Linked DNA regions of Mus musculus: regions 1 and 3 are each linked to region 2. A link is a contact called in public HiCAR-type and promoter capture Hi-C data. All regions are on one chromosome and are shown on one strand. Each heading gives the region's core, a stretch centred on a gene start, on an enhancer-like site or on the middle of the called end of the contact. The rest is flanking DNA. Distances are from core to core; before and after follow the strand shown. Region 1 holds the start of Tmem242 (transmembrane protein 242). Region 2 holds the start of 1700102H20Rik (RIKEN cDNA 1700102H20 gene). Region 3 holds the start of Zdhhc14 (zinc finger, DHHC domain containing 14).

What was found. Promoter capture Hi-C pulls out the DNA fragments that hold promoters and counts their contacts. HiCAR-type assays count read pairs that join an accessible place to other places.
Region 1: a contact with region 2 is called in a HiCAR-type map of astrocytes, with 6 times the contacts expected there. The contact joins the promoter of Tmem242 here to the promoter of 1700102H20Rik in region 2. A contact is called at or near these places in 11 of 39 promoter capture datasets (the 3T3-L1 cell line, 3T3-L1-derived adipocytes, the C10 cell line and 6 more), 1 of 484 Hi-C or Micro-C datasets (B cells), 6 of 115 datasets of contacts at active chromatin or transcription factors (acute myeloid leukemia, astrocytes, fibro-adipogenic progenitors and 3 more) and 1 of 9 other capture datasets (adipose tissue).
Region 3: a contact with region 2 is called in a promoter capture Hi-C map of pre-B cells, with 8 times the contacts expected there. The contact joins the promoter of Zdhhc14 here to the promoter of 1700102H20Rik in region 2. A contact is called at or near these places in 5 of 39 promoter capture datasets (the 3T3-L1 cell line, the C10 cell line, liver and 1 more), 1 of 484 Hi-C or Micro-C datasets (muscle stem cells), 1 of 115 datasets of contacts at active chromatin or transcription factors (astrocytes) and 1 of 9 other capture datasets (adipose tissue).

What each region holds. Positions count from the first base shown.
Region 1 is chr17:5,437,819-5,441,663 of GRCm38.p6, reverse strand. It overlaps Tmem242 (transmembrane protein 242), which reads left to right and starts at 1,404. Exons shown (of 4, transcript NM_027457.4): 1 at 1,404-1,531; 2 at 2,032-2,132. The coding sequence starts at 1,447.
Region 2 is chr17:3,555,493-3,559,581 of GRCm38.p6, reverse strand. It overlaps 1700102H20Rik (RIKEN cDNA 1700102H20 gene), which reads right to left and starts at 1,758. Exons shown (of 2, transcript NR_045303.1): 1 at 1,678-1,758; 2 at 1-39. Tfb1m (transcription factor B1, mitochondrial) reads left to right here and starts at 1,827. Exons shown (of 7, transcript NM_146074.3): 1 at 1,827-2,001. The coding sequence starts at 1,869.
Region 3 is chr17:5,490,869-5,494,792 of GRCm38.p6, reverse strand. Zdhhc14 (zinc finger, DHHC domain containing 14) reads right to left here and starts at 2,193. Exons shown (of 9, transcript NM_146073.3): 1 at 1,102-2,193. The coding sequence starts at 1,346. It overlaps Gm52310 (zinc finger X-linked protein ZXDB-like), which reads left to right and starts at 1,567. Exons shown (of 2, transcript XM_030250193.1): 1 at 1,567-1,818; 2 at 2,041-3,924. The coding sequence starts at 1,567. The coding sequence ends at 2,844.

The sequences.
Region 1 (3,845 bases), core at 155-2,654, 1.9 Mb before region 2:
AAACTACTAGAATCAATGATAACAGCAATTAAAACGCATATTATGTGTGCCAGACACTATGCTAACTCCATCACACTCATAACTTTTAAAAGATTGAAACTGGGTCTTGTTACCTAGGTTAGATTTGAATTTATCCTCTTGTATCAGCTTTTCAAGTGGTCAAGAGGGATGTACAACACACACACACACACACACACACACACACACACACACGCACCTCTTCATTCAAAAATCCTGTGAGGTACTGTTTCCATAGTTAATAATTGAGGGGAACGAGGTAACGAGAGGCTATATGGCAAACACCAAGTTCACACAAATAAGAAGTGCTTTACGACCTGAACGCAGGTCTGAGCTAATAAATGCATTTAACTGCTGCAAAAACTAATGCTTTCATTTACCCGTCCCTCGGACAGGCATTTATTATACATGACCAGGTAATACACTGAGAGCTGGGGAATATCAAATGAGTATAGATAACAATCTCCACCCTCAAGATGCCCATGCCCTTAAAGTGCTCAGAAAAAGGCTAGAGGCTAAAGAACTGGCTTCATTTTAAAAGATGATGCCATATGTCTTAGGTCTCCCTTTGAGAGGCTGAAAACGTTGGCTACTTCCCACTACTCTTCCCTCAATAGCCATTTACTCTGTCCGTAGACCCTGGCACATCGTCCTCCCAGGCCTGCTTGCAGGCTGCTAAGGATCCCAGCAAGTCCGGGGCAGCCTTGGAGCCCGTGTTAATAAGCTTTGAGAGAGGGCCTCTGTACTCTGCTCTCTAGATTGGCTCAGTTCATTCAATCATTTAGCCAGCCCAGCGCGTCCACTGGGGGCGGGCAAATCAGATCTTGGGAAGGGCGTGTGCTTCGAAGCTGGTGAGATGTTTCTCTTCCAGAATTGGGCATGTCACTTAACCCTGAAATAACTATTTCGAAATTTCTCAGAAAGAAGCGGGGAAAATATTGAGGCTTGCTTTTTAGAATCGTGGTCTGTTAGTGCGGACCAAATCCTTAGAAGCAGTGCAAGTGTATCTGGAGTGGTAAACAGCTCCAGGATCCAAGCCAGGCAGATGGGCTCCCGGCTCCATTTGCGACCTCTCACTGCCTCCTAGAGTCGGAACTGAGTATTCTTCCAAGTAGGGAAAACAAAACAAAACCAAAAAAAAAAAAACCCAAAACCTTACTAAAGTCCAACAGATCATCACCTTGCAAGAAGGCGAGTGATCCTCCCAGGAGGGCCGTCTTGTGGGGCGCCGCCCTCGGCTCTGGGCTGGGACAGAGAGCAGCCTTTCTGTCTTCTCTCACTGCAAGAGTGTTAAGCGGGGAAAGTGGGAAACCCGGACCTTTCTTCAGGTTGCACAGGGAAGGCAGCCGCGGAACCTTTCTTCTCTCTCCCTTGAGCTTCCACTCGGGCCTCTTTGGTAACGGAAACAGTAGAGTAGGAGACTTTAAAATGGAGACCTCGGGTCCTGGGCCCGGGGAGTCCTCTGAATTAGAAGCTCCAGGGTCTCCGGACGATCGGTTGTTTCTGGTTAAAGGTATGCTTGCTCTGAGCTGGGATGTGATGTTCCGGAACACATTCTTTTCTGAGAGCCCTTATTCTGAACTCAGCCAGTGGGGCCCATATGTCACTCACCAGGTGAAGTCTCCTTGGGCAGGGGCGGGTAAATCCTGCCATCTACTCTCCAGTCCATACTGTATTTACCCATCCTTATCTATAGTTTTTCTTGTGCCCTGCCCTTTTCTGATTGCCACGATCTCTTCTTCCCGTGGAAAAACTTCGCGCTGCTGTCCTTGAGGACAGAGAGAAGGGAAAAAAACCCATTCTCAGCCCTGAAGAACTGAGCTTCAGAGCGTACCCTTGAACCAGAAACCCGAGGTCGTGAGATCACGCAGGTTTCTCAGACCCACTTCACAAGAGCCGCCTAGCCATGATGTTTCGAGTTTTGAATGTAATCCTGAAAGTTTCTGATACTTCGTTGTGCAATTCTCTTTAATTTAAGTTTTATTTTTAATCCCTTCTCTCAATTCTTGGCAGGTGGAATTTTCCTTGGTTCTGCAGCCGCAGCGGGAATGCTAGCTGGATTTGTTACAACATTATCATTAGCTAAAAAGAAAAGCCCTGAGTGGTTCAATAAGGTTTGTGACTCTGAAATCCATTCATAGCATTGCTATTGTTTTTAACAAAGGACAGCTTTTTGCATAGGAAAAAATAGTGACCTTCATTCACATGGTTTTGAAAATACACCCACAAACCCTCATGGGTTTAAGAAGTATACTAGTTGTCAGTCTTGATTTTTTTTTCCGTGTGCTTCCTTAAAAATTAACAGAATGAGGCTTTGAAGAATAACTGAGCAAAACTTTGGAAACATTGTTTTCCCTACAGCATGAATAAGTAATTTAGTATTGATAATAAGAGACCTTGCTTTGAAAGAAAAGCAATATCACTTAAACTATTGGTGCTGGTTGCAAGAAGTATATTTATTTCATAGATGTTAAAATTTTAACATTTTTTTAGAATGAGTGAAAACTTTGTTTTTGTGTTTTAATGCAAGGGCCGCAGTCGCTATAAAGTGCCTGGCACACAGTAGGTGCTCATAAAGTGTTGGGTGACTAACTATATCCACTAGAGACAGAAGATCATTATTCTGTTAGCAGGATTGTACATTTGCTGTTTGTCGTGTGCCTGCTTTCCCTGGTTGGTGGGGAATTTCTTGATGTGTATTGTAGTTGCTTATAATGTCTTGTCTTTTCCCCTCCCACCCATATTGCTGACTTACTGTTCGCCTCAGTAAGTGTTTACTTGGGATCCTTTATGTTTCAGGCACTCTATGATTAAGGTGGATAGGGTACAAAAATAAACATGTCTTTCCCTCGGGAATTTAAATGTCTGCTGTGAGAGACACAATTAGATATTCACACCAATAACTATGCAATTAGCTTGATGTGTGCTACAGACAAATGTTATGTGAAAAACCATAAACCAATTGAATTCCCTTCCACTTATCTGTAATAGTCATACTTAAGCTTTGAATACTATAATGACAGGAGACTAAAATGTATCTAAAATGCTTTCCAATTCCCTCTCAATACTCTAAAGGGTTATGGAGCTACTAAGATCACTTCTGTGGCTCCTCTGATGGGCCATTTTCTCCCTCTACCATGTAATACTTTTAGAGAAGAAATTACTTTGTGGCAGATGTCGTTAAGACCTAACCAGTGTTGGTGCTTTACAGCCAAGCTGTGTTTGGTTTCGAAACCACAGGTTTAATCTGTTTAAGAATCTGATAATGAGAAAAACCCAGGGATTGTCTTGTTTCCACATACTAACAGCTTGGTTCTTTGTTTTGTTCTGGGGCTGGATCATAAGACATGCCACTTGTGCTCTAACACACTTGTACACTGTGGTCCAAAAACTCCTGATGGTCCTTGAGACAACTCATTCCCTGTTCATGTTTAGAGATGCACACTGATGGCATAGAGCAGTGGCATACTCATGGTGGTGGTCACATAAACAGTCCTTGCAGTCTCTGTGTACTGTGTTGTGGGACGCAGCAGTAGTTTTTAAAATAATTAAAAGGAACCAGCATTAGGCAAGTGTCATTGTTGAAGCGGTAAAATTATGAACTATTCAATAATGACACCTGGCAACACCTGACTTGTAAAGTCATGGGAGGTGGGAGTGTGCACAAAGCACTTCTGCTCAAGAAGCCACAGATGCCTTACCAGCTGAATCAGGGTATCCCCCACAGACTGCCAGTCACTCAGAAATGGCGTGTTTGGGGCAGGCATTTTCTTAAAAACACAAAGTAGGCCTGGCTCTTGAGGAAAGCGGTTGTCAGTCTTTGTTGA
Region 2 (4,089 bases), core at 509-3,008:
TGGGTAGGTTGAATGACTGTACTTGCTGGTATTTCTTCCCTGCAGTATAGGAATAATAACATTTCCAAAGGAACACAAAGGTAAAAAAACAAACAAAACAAAACCTACCAACCATCCAAACAAAGCCCAATTGCCTGAATAGACACCTTCTAGGTATAGTGTTTTATGGAGAATATTATCTCTGAATCAAATATCAAATCAAAGTTTTTTTATGACACTTTGGGGAATTGCCACCACATTCTCACTTTCTAAAAGAGATACATCAGTCAGCCCATGGTTTCTGCTGATCTAGCAACCACTAAAGTGGATATGTGGACTTTTTACTTCTCCACACGGCCCAGAGTGGTCTGGTTTTACATTAGCTTTTTTTTTTTTTTTTTTTTTAAACTACCAGAACCATAAACGATGTGTAATTCACTTATAACCAAGTGAAATCAGACGGAAAAAAGTAAAAATCTTCCCACTTATGAAAAATATTTTAAAAGTTTTCATTTCTTTCTTGTGTTCTCAGACATCACAGGAAGACAGAACCTATTTGTCTTCTCTTGGTACTTGGATTTTAACCCTCAAATAGCCTTTCTCCATTGGATTCCCTGCCTGATGAGTAAGCCTTCCGTTTCCACTCTGAAGTGTGGGAAAGTGGCTGAACCGCCCCAAGTCTCACTTTCACCACTACGTAATAATAAAATCTACCCGAATCTGTATGGTAACAATTAGTGAGCGAATAATTCCAAACCACTCAGTTGTGAGACCTGGCACACATTTCTTTTAGTTGAGCTTTTTAAAAGAGCAACCCCTTTATGGTTCACTCTGAGAGCAGTGGAGAGACCACAATGCTTGCAGCATGAATGAGCTTTTAGAAAAAGCTTCAAAGGCTAAAAGAGTGGTCCTGATGCTGACCTTGCTGGCATTGCTTAAAAACAGCAGCCACCGCGCATGCACTAGACTACAGCTGGAATCTGTGAACTTCCAGCTTTACGAAATTCGTGGCCTCGCAGGGCTTTCTTGATCCTGTTTTAATCGGAAGTTAGCAATATGTGTCCTGTTTCGCAAGACTACACCTGAGAGATTTAAAAGGGAATATGAAATAGTAACAAGTGGTATCAAAAACACTTCTCGAAGTTTAAAGTGCTTAGCTCAAGAGACAAAATTACAGCATATTTAAAGACCCAGAATGGCTTTCATTCACCATTCTAAAATTAGGCAGCCCTTGGAATTCTTTCAAACAACTCCGGCCAGAAAATGGACATTGTTCAATGACAAGAAAAGAGAAATTATCTAGAGACACAGTTTAGTTGGTTACGGTTAGCTTTTTGCTTTACTTGAGTCAGTTGGTCTCTTGCTATTGGTTAAAGCTGGGGTGCTGTTAACGGGCTGGCATTCAGCCATTTGCTCTAAAGTCTAAGTCTTAAACTCGGTTTTCAGCAGGCTTACCTTAAATAAGCCTATAGTTCTCTATGGAACTAAGTTCTGAAAGAAGTAATGGACGCGAAGAAATAAAAAGTATCTAGCCTACGGGGGTGGGGCGGTAACCAGTCTACAAACAGCAAGCAACCAATCACCATCTTTCCTGCTACAAATCAAAAGTCAAGCCTTTGGAATGTCAAAGGCCTGCGGAGCCTCCCAGAGGTTACAAAGACCACGCCTCCTAGCCTCCGCCCCCTCTCCTCTCCCAACCTGCACCGCTTTCGGCCTGACGCGTCCTGAGCTCCCAGTACATACAGACTTCCTGTCAGTTTCGTCATTTCCGGCAGGTTTCTCCATCCAACCAGGTGGCCTCAGAGGCGGGCAGTCTTCTCCAAGGTCCCACCCCCTGCGCGCCGTGCACCTTTCCAGCCGCTGCGCGTGGCTGTGTATGTGGGTCTCTCATGGCTGCCTCGGGGAAGCTCGGCACTTTCCGCCTTCCCCCGTTGCCCACCATTCGGGAGATCATTAAGTTGTTCGGACTGCGAGCGGTGAAACAGCTTTCCCAGAATTTCCTCCTGGACTTGAGGCTGACAGGTGGCTGAGTCGTCAGTTCGCCCGGGTCTCCGTGGTGGGCGCGGCCGGGTGATGGAGCGGGTTGGGGCGGGCGGCTGTCAGTCAAGCGCTGCTCCTCCGGTCCTCGCGGGCTAGGGCGACGACTGGTCGACCGCTTTGCGGGCGGGAGATGTTTCCCGCGCGCTTTATGATGCGCCAACCTGCCTCTCGTTAGCCCGGCTCAGTAAAGCGCGTCTGTAAGCTCAGCACTCGAGGAGCAGAGGCAGGAGGATTGCCGCCAGTTAGAAACAGATGGACTCTTTCAAAAACGAAACCAAGAGAGTAAATAGGATAAACGTTCACTTAAGTCTAGGGATCCCTCTAGGGACTGGAGATTCGCTCTGTAAAGTCATACTAACCAAACGGCGCCTACAGCTACCTTGTGCCAATGCTGGGACCACCGTCCCAACAACAGCCCTGAGTTTGCAGTTAATAAGTTGACATTCTCCGGCTTCTTTAAAAATTACTTTTATGCGATTAAACTTATATAGGGTGAAGGTCACCAGTTTGACACCCATGTTTTGATGAGTTTTCACAGGTGTTTGTTGGTTTACTTACCACCCATGTCATAGTAATGCTCTCCTCTTGAGAATAAGATCCATCTGTTGCAAATAAAGGTGCTAGCTGACTGTTGGAGTACTTAGCATGTTAACCCCCTCAAGTTAAAAGGGTAAGTGTGTCATACACACACTCCGTCCCCAAAATCAATTTTGATTGCATGGACCACAAAGCATAAGTTACTTTTATTTCTTGTTTTTGGAGCCTTTATTCGACCCGTAGAATTTGGGTAAAACAGTTAACTCCACTTAAGTTTTCTCATCTCTTATTTGATAGAAAGGCCTACAAGGACCTTAGGATGCCTACTTTTAGATTCTTTGGTTCTAGCATCCTCTCCCAGTCATGCTAAATATAAGCACATGCTAAATATAAGCACCATTCTCTGCTGAAATGCAGTCTCCTATGTCTAAGGCTGGCCTCAAGCTCACTACATGGCAGGTGTTATTGAGTGTCTGGCCCTCCTGCCTTCTCCCAAGAACCGAAATGAAAAGCATATGCCACCATGCTCAGTTACTGATTGCTGACTGTGTAACCCAGGGCTTCACACATGCTAGGCAAGCACTCTTATCAGTTAATTGAATTACATCACCAGCCATTCAATTTGTTATCTATGTTCTCATGTGTGTCCCTGGAGTAAGTTCCAGATTCTTAGGTTCTCTATTCAGTCTTTGTGAGGGTGGGGGGTGGGGTGGGGGGAGGGGGAACCAGAGTGAAAGCAAATAAAGGTGCTTGTCCTAGAGAACTCAGGTGGAGCAGGGTTGAACCAGACTTAGGGGGTTGACACCTCGTCTATGTCTGGTTGCACTTAAGCGTTCCTGCAAAGTTTAAGAATGAAACCACTGCCCCACCTGTTGCTGCTTTCCATTTTCAAACTGAGTTCAGAATTCCCTGGTTTAATAAATGACTCTGATGCCCTCCGAGAGACCAGTTGGTAACTGGTAACCAAACAATGATTTGGTTTTAGAATCCCCACCTTGGTTCGAGGTCCTCTCCAGCCATTTGCTTTTCTTTATGACATTGTACAAATTAAACAATAGACAAGGACAGCGTGCAGTTCAGATAAATTATATTAGAGTGGTAGCTGCAGGAATTAGGTTAGGGCATGTACGTACCAAGACGCAAAGCTGGCTAGGGCTGCTGATTTCCTCACTGTAGCTGTACAATACTGTTTGGAAATACGTAAGCAACATTTTGCCTTTAAGTTTACCTAGATAGATAATAACCATCAACTGGGACTGTACAGTGACAAGAAGTGCTAGTATGTATTTAGTAACAAAATTTCCACCATCCAAGGAGGTGTGGGTTTTAATATCTTGCAGTTAATAAAAGCAGTCCATTGTGTTTTTTCCAGAGCGATGGTTAGTTACAGTGGCTACCTTTATGTGTGTGATTTCTTAGGTTCTGCCAACTTAAACTAACTGAACAGTTAGTAATTCCATCTTAACATGAGCATTTGCAAAGCTTAAAATTTCTGGTAGTAAATCAAACTTTTTTTTCTGGAAATGATGAAGA
Region 3 (3,924 bases), core at 944-3,443, 1.9 Mb before region 2:
TAAGAGGGTCAAGAAGAAAATCGGAGAGGGGTGTGGGTGTCAAAATCAGAGCCCAGTACTTGTTAAAGACAAAACTGAACAAACATAGTAGGTTTTAGATAACCCTAGCCAGACGCTGCCTCAAGGACTGAAAACACATACAATGCCGTTAACAGATGGAATATGGGCAGCTCAAAGAGATTCTGCCCATAAACGTACTCCTTTTGAAAAGTTTGAATAGAGACTTTAATTTTTGTTGGGCACAGAATTGGGGGGGGGGAGAAGCTGCAGATGGCTGAACTCAATCTGAGCATTTGATCTGGATTGTGGCTAAACTCTACCTATGGGCTACTAGTAAGGAGGACCTGTCTTCAGCAGGCAGAAGGATTGTTGCTATGATCTATTTGATTTTCCTAAAGACTTCCATGTAGTGGTCGTCCCCCACCCCCGCAGCCCCCAGGATAGAGCCCCAAAGGGTTGTTTCTGGAATCAGAAGGAGCCACGTGGTGTCTGGTTTTCCTCTCCAGGCCTTACATCTCTCTCCGAAATATTCCCAAATGATCAACTGTGGATATTTCCTGGGGAAACTTCTTTGAAAGAAGGTACACTCCACCCTTGGTAAGACTGTTAATCAGGGGTACAAGGAAATGAAACAGGAAATAACCCATGCAGGACACTGTAGGTAATCAACACTTTCAACCTAAAATAACTAAGATTCAGCCAACTCGGTTTAAAAAGATGCCTCGAACTTCCTTAGCAGGGGTGAGATGGGAGGTCACAGGGGCGGGGATAAGGACTAAGTCAAGTCTCTCTCTTAGAATTCTCCACTCCACCCCAGAAGGCTGCACCTGGGCTGGTGTGCTAGTTCCAAACTCAGAGTCCACCTGCTTGGTTCTAGCCAATGCTCTGGAGCCAGTGACCTGGCACACCTTACAAGCGCCCCTCTCTCCTTTTCCTTACTCCCAGGATTCAGCCCCAAGAAGGCATTATTCCAGGGGGCTGAAAAGTCCCATAAAGGGAAAGCAGGCTGACATTATATAACAATATACACCAGAAAACGAAAGTCGCCAAAGTAGGGGCAGGAGGAGTGGGGGAGCACGGCATCTGGAAGCCGCCACTTACTCGAAGGCGAAGAAGAGTCCACTAGTGACCAGGATGAGAATGAGAGTCAGGTAGAAGACGCCGGTCTGCCGGGCCATCATGATCCTCCCGTTGCAAAAGAACTTGTTTCTTCCTGGGAACACCTCCCATTTCCTCCGGGCCGCGATTTTCTTCTTCTTGTGGGGCGACTCCATGGGAGAGGAGCTGTGGGTGCTGATCTGACTGTACTCGCAGTCTTTCATGGGCCCGCCGCCGCCGGGAGGCATCCACGAGGGCAGCCGGCTGGGGGCGCACACCCCCAGAAGCCCCCCGGCCGCGCGGGTTCCGCCGAGCCACGGCCGCCGCCGGCCACTCGGCCGCCCCCCGAGCCGCGGCGCTGCGACCCCTAAACGGGCTCCCGGCTCGGCGACAACTTTACGGAGGACACCCAGGTTAACCCCTTGGAGAGCCCAGCTGTCATAGCAGAATCCGCTTTCGGGAGGGACGATGTTGGTCCGCAGTCCTCGGCAGCGGTTCTCCGTGGCTTCCAGCCGGGGGGTCGGGGCTGCAGGACCCCGCGGGACGCGGGGAACCGCTCAGCAGACACCCAGAAGGCGGTGCGCCTGGCTTCGCCACCCGCAAGCTCCCGGCTGCGCTTGGGCTCCGGCCGGCGGATCCCGGATCGCCGCGCCCTTAGCGGACACGAGGCAGCAGACCTTACGCCGGCTCCCTCCGGAGCCACTTCTGCGCCTCGACCAGGTGGTTTCTACTCTTTCCCGGTGACGGATTCTCCCAGGAGAGAGAGCTGCAAACTGAGCGGCAGCTCGCGACACCGGCAACCCCTCCCAGGGGTGGGGACAGCCACGCGCGTTCTTCTGTCAGGAGCTGCTCTGTAGGAGCCGGGGCGCTGCCCGCGCTGCGACCCCGCATCCACGAGCCGAGCAGCCGAGCTGAGTCCGCGGCCCCTAACGCGGGGCTAAGGCCGAGGGTGGTGGCGGCGGTAGCGGTGGCGGCTCCCGGGGCTTCCTCGGTTCCTTCTGTCCGGAGAAGACAACCCTAGCGCGACGAGGGCCGCCGGAGGGCCGCGGGGACACTGCCAGAGACACTTGTTTGCAAGGCTCAGCCCCGGCGCGCGCGGCGCTCCGAGCAGGTCCGCCTCCTCGCCGCCGGGTGGGCGGTGACGCCCGCGCCTCACAGCCGGGCTCCTCCTCCTGCTCCTCCTCCTTGCCAGTGAAGCCTGGGCACCCGCTCCCTTGGGTCCCTGCCCCAGTATCCCCGGGCCAGAGCGCAAGGCTCGGGGACTGTGCGGGCCTGGCGCGCCCGGAGGAAGGCTCCTGGCTCCCGGGTGACATCCTTCACCCTAGGAGAAATCAGGTCGTTGCCCTCGGTGCTGAGGCGCCATGCGCTCCCCGCGGACTTAGTTCCTCTACGGGGTTCTCCACCGGATTATTCCCGGTCTCAGCTGCCACCTCTGGACACTCGCATTCTCATGACCAGTCGAAAAACCGTTCTTGCTACTACGGGGGACCTGAGTACCCGCCACGCAAAGAAGTGACCTTTCCTGGCCTGCCCTCGGCTCATCCTCTTCCTCCCCAGCGCCACGCGTGGCTGAGACGCCAGGGAAACTCTACCGATGCCGAGAGGATGGGGGTGGAGTGCCTTGATGACAGGGTGATGAGCAGCCCCCTGAAACAGGCCAGACTTCGGGACCTCGAAGGGCAGGGGACAGCAGAGCGGTCTGTGTCAGCTCCAGCAGCGACCGATCTGCCCCCTCTTTTGGATTAAAAACCCCCAGTGGCAGGCTTTGTTTGCAAAGGTCGCTGTCTTCCCCATCTTTCATTCTCTACTTTTTCCCCCTGGTGCTCACAATTCGCTCATTTTACTTCTGTCTACTTGCCTCTGTGGAGCCCACGCACAATAAAGGGACCGCACATCTAGCGAATGCTTGGAGTGCGCCTTTCTTTACATCCCAGTTTGACAGTTGGGTATACAAACGGGCGCAAGGCCGGCGCCAGAGAGCCCCAGCAGCCTAAGCGCTGCTGCGCCCCTGGGCTTCGGGGCCCGGTAGAAGCGCTAACTGGCGTTTGCACTAGGGTAACCCAGCGCAAAAGGACACCCGGCACGGGCGCTCGGTTTTCTGAGCCCTACTTTCTTTTCAGAGCCCGCTGGGATGTGTAGTTCCTTCTCTCGCTGTCCAACTCAGGGAGGAAACGTGACTTGAGGATCTAAAACTACAAGTCCCTGCAACCCCTGCGACGAAGGCGGGGAAGCAAGGTACTGGGCTTTGTAGTACTCAGCGTTTGGAGAGCCACAAAGACAGCTTTGGAAAAGATGCTTTCTCTGTGCCGGGTGGATATTTGCACACTGCCTGCGTTCTGTGTAATCCTCACCACAACCCTGCGATGCACTATTGTACCAAGCTCAAAGAACTGCTTGCCCAACACTACAGAGCTGCCCAGTGATAGAAATGGCACTGAACCCAGAGCTCTGTCTTTCCCTTACAGAGCACGCCTCAGTGCTCAGTGTCAAAGATAGATAAGCTTGGCTAGCCAAAAGAGAAAAAGGATGTAACCAGCTAGGAAATGGGGGCGATAGAAATGGTAATTAGATGGGACAGGGAATTACAAGAAGTTAAAAGCAAGTGTGATTCTTAGGGGCTGGATGGGGCTTTTTCTTTGTTTGCTAAGTGGATGGGTGCATTTTTAAAAATAAGTTCACACTACTGTAGCTGAGGCTACTGTAGTAGTGTCCAGTTCCTGATTCTCTGCCTTTTGCCTGCTGGGATTTCAGATATGTTCCACCAAGTCCAGCTAAGGGTCTTAAGTGGACAATTGAAATTGATCTTGAATTACTTGAGATACTGCA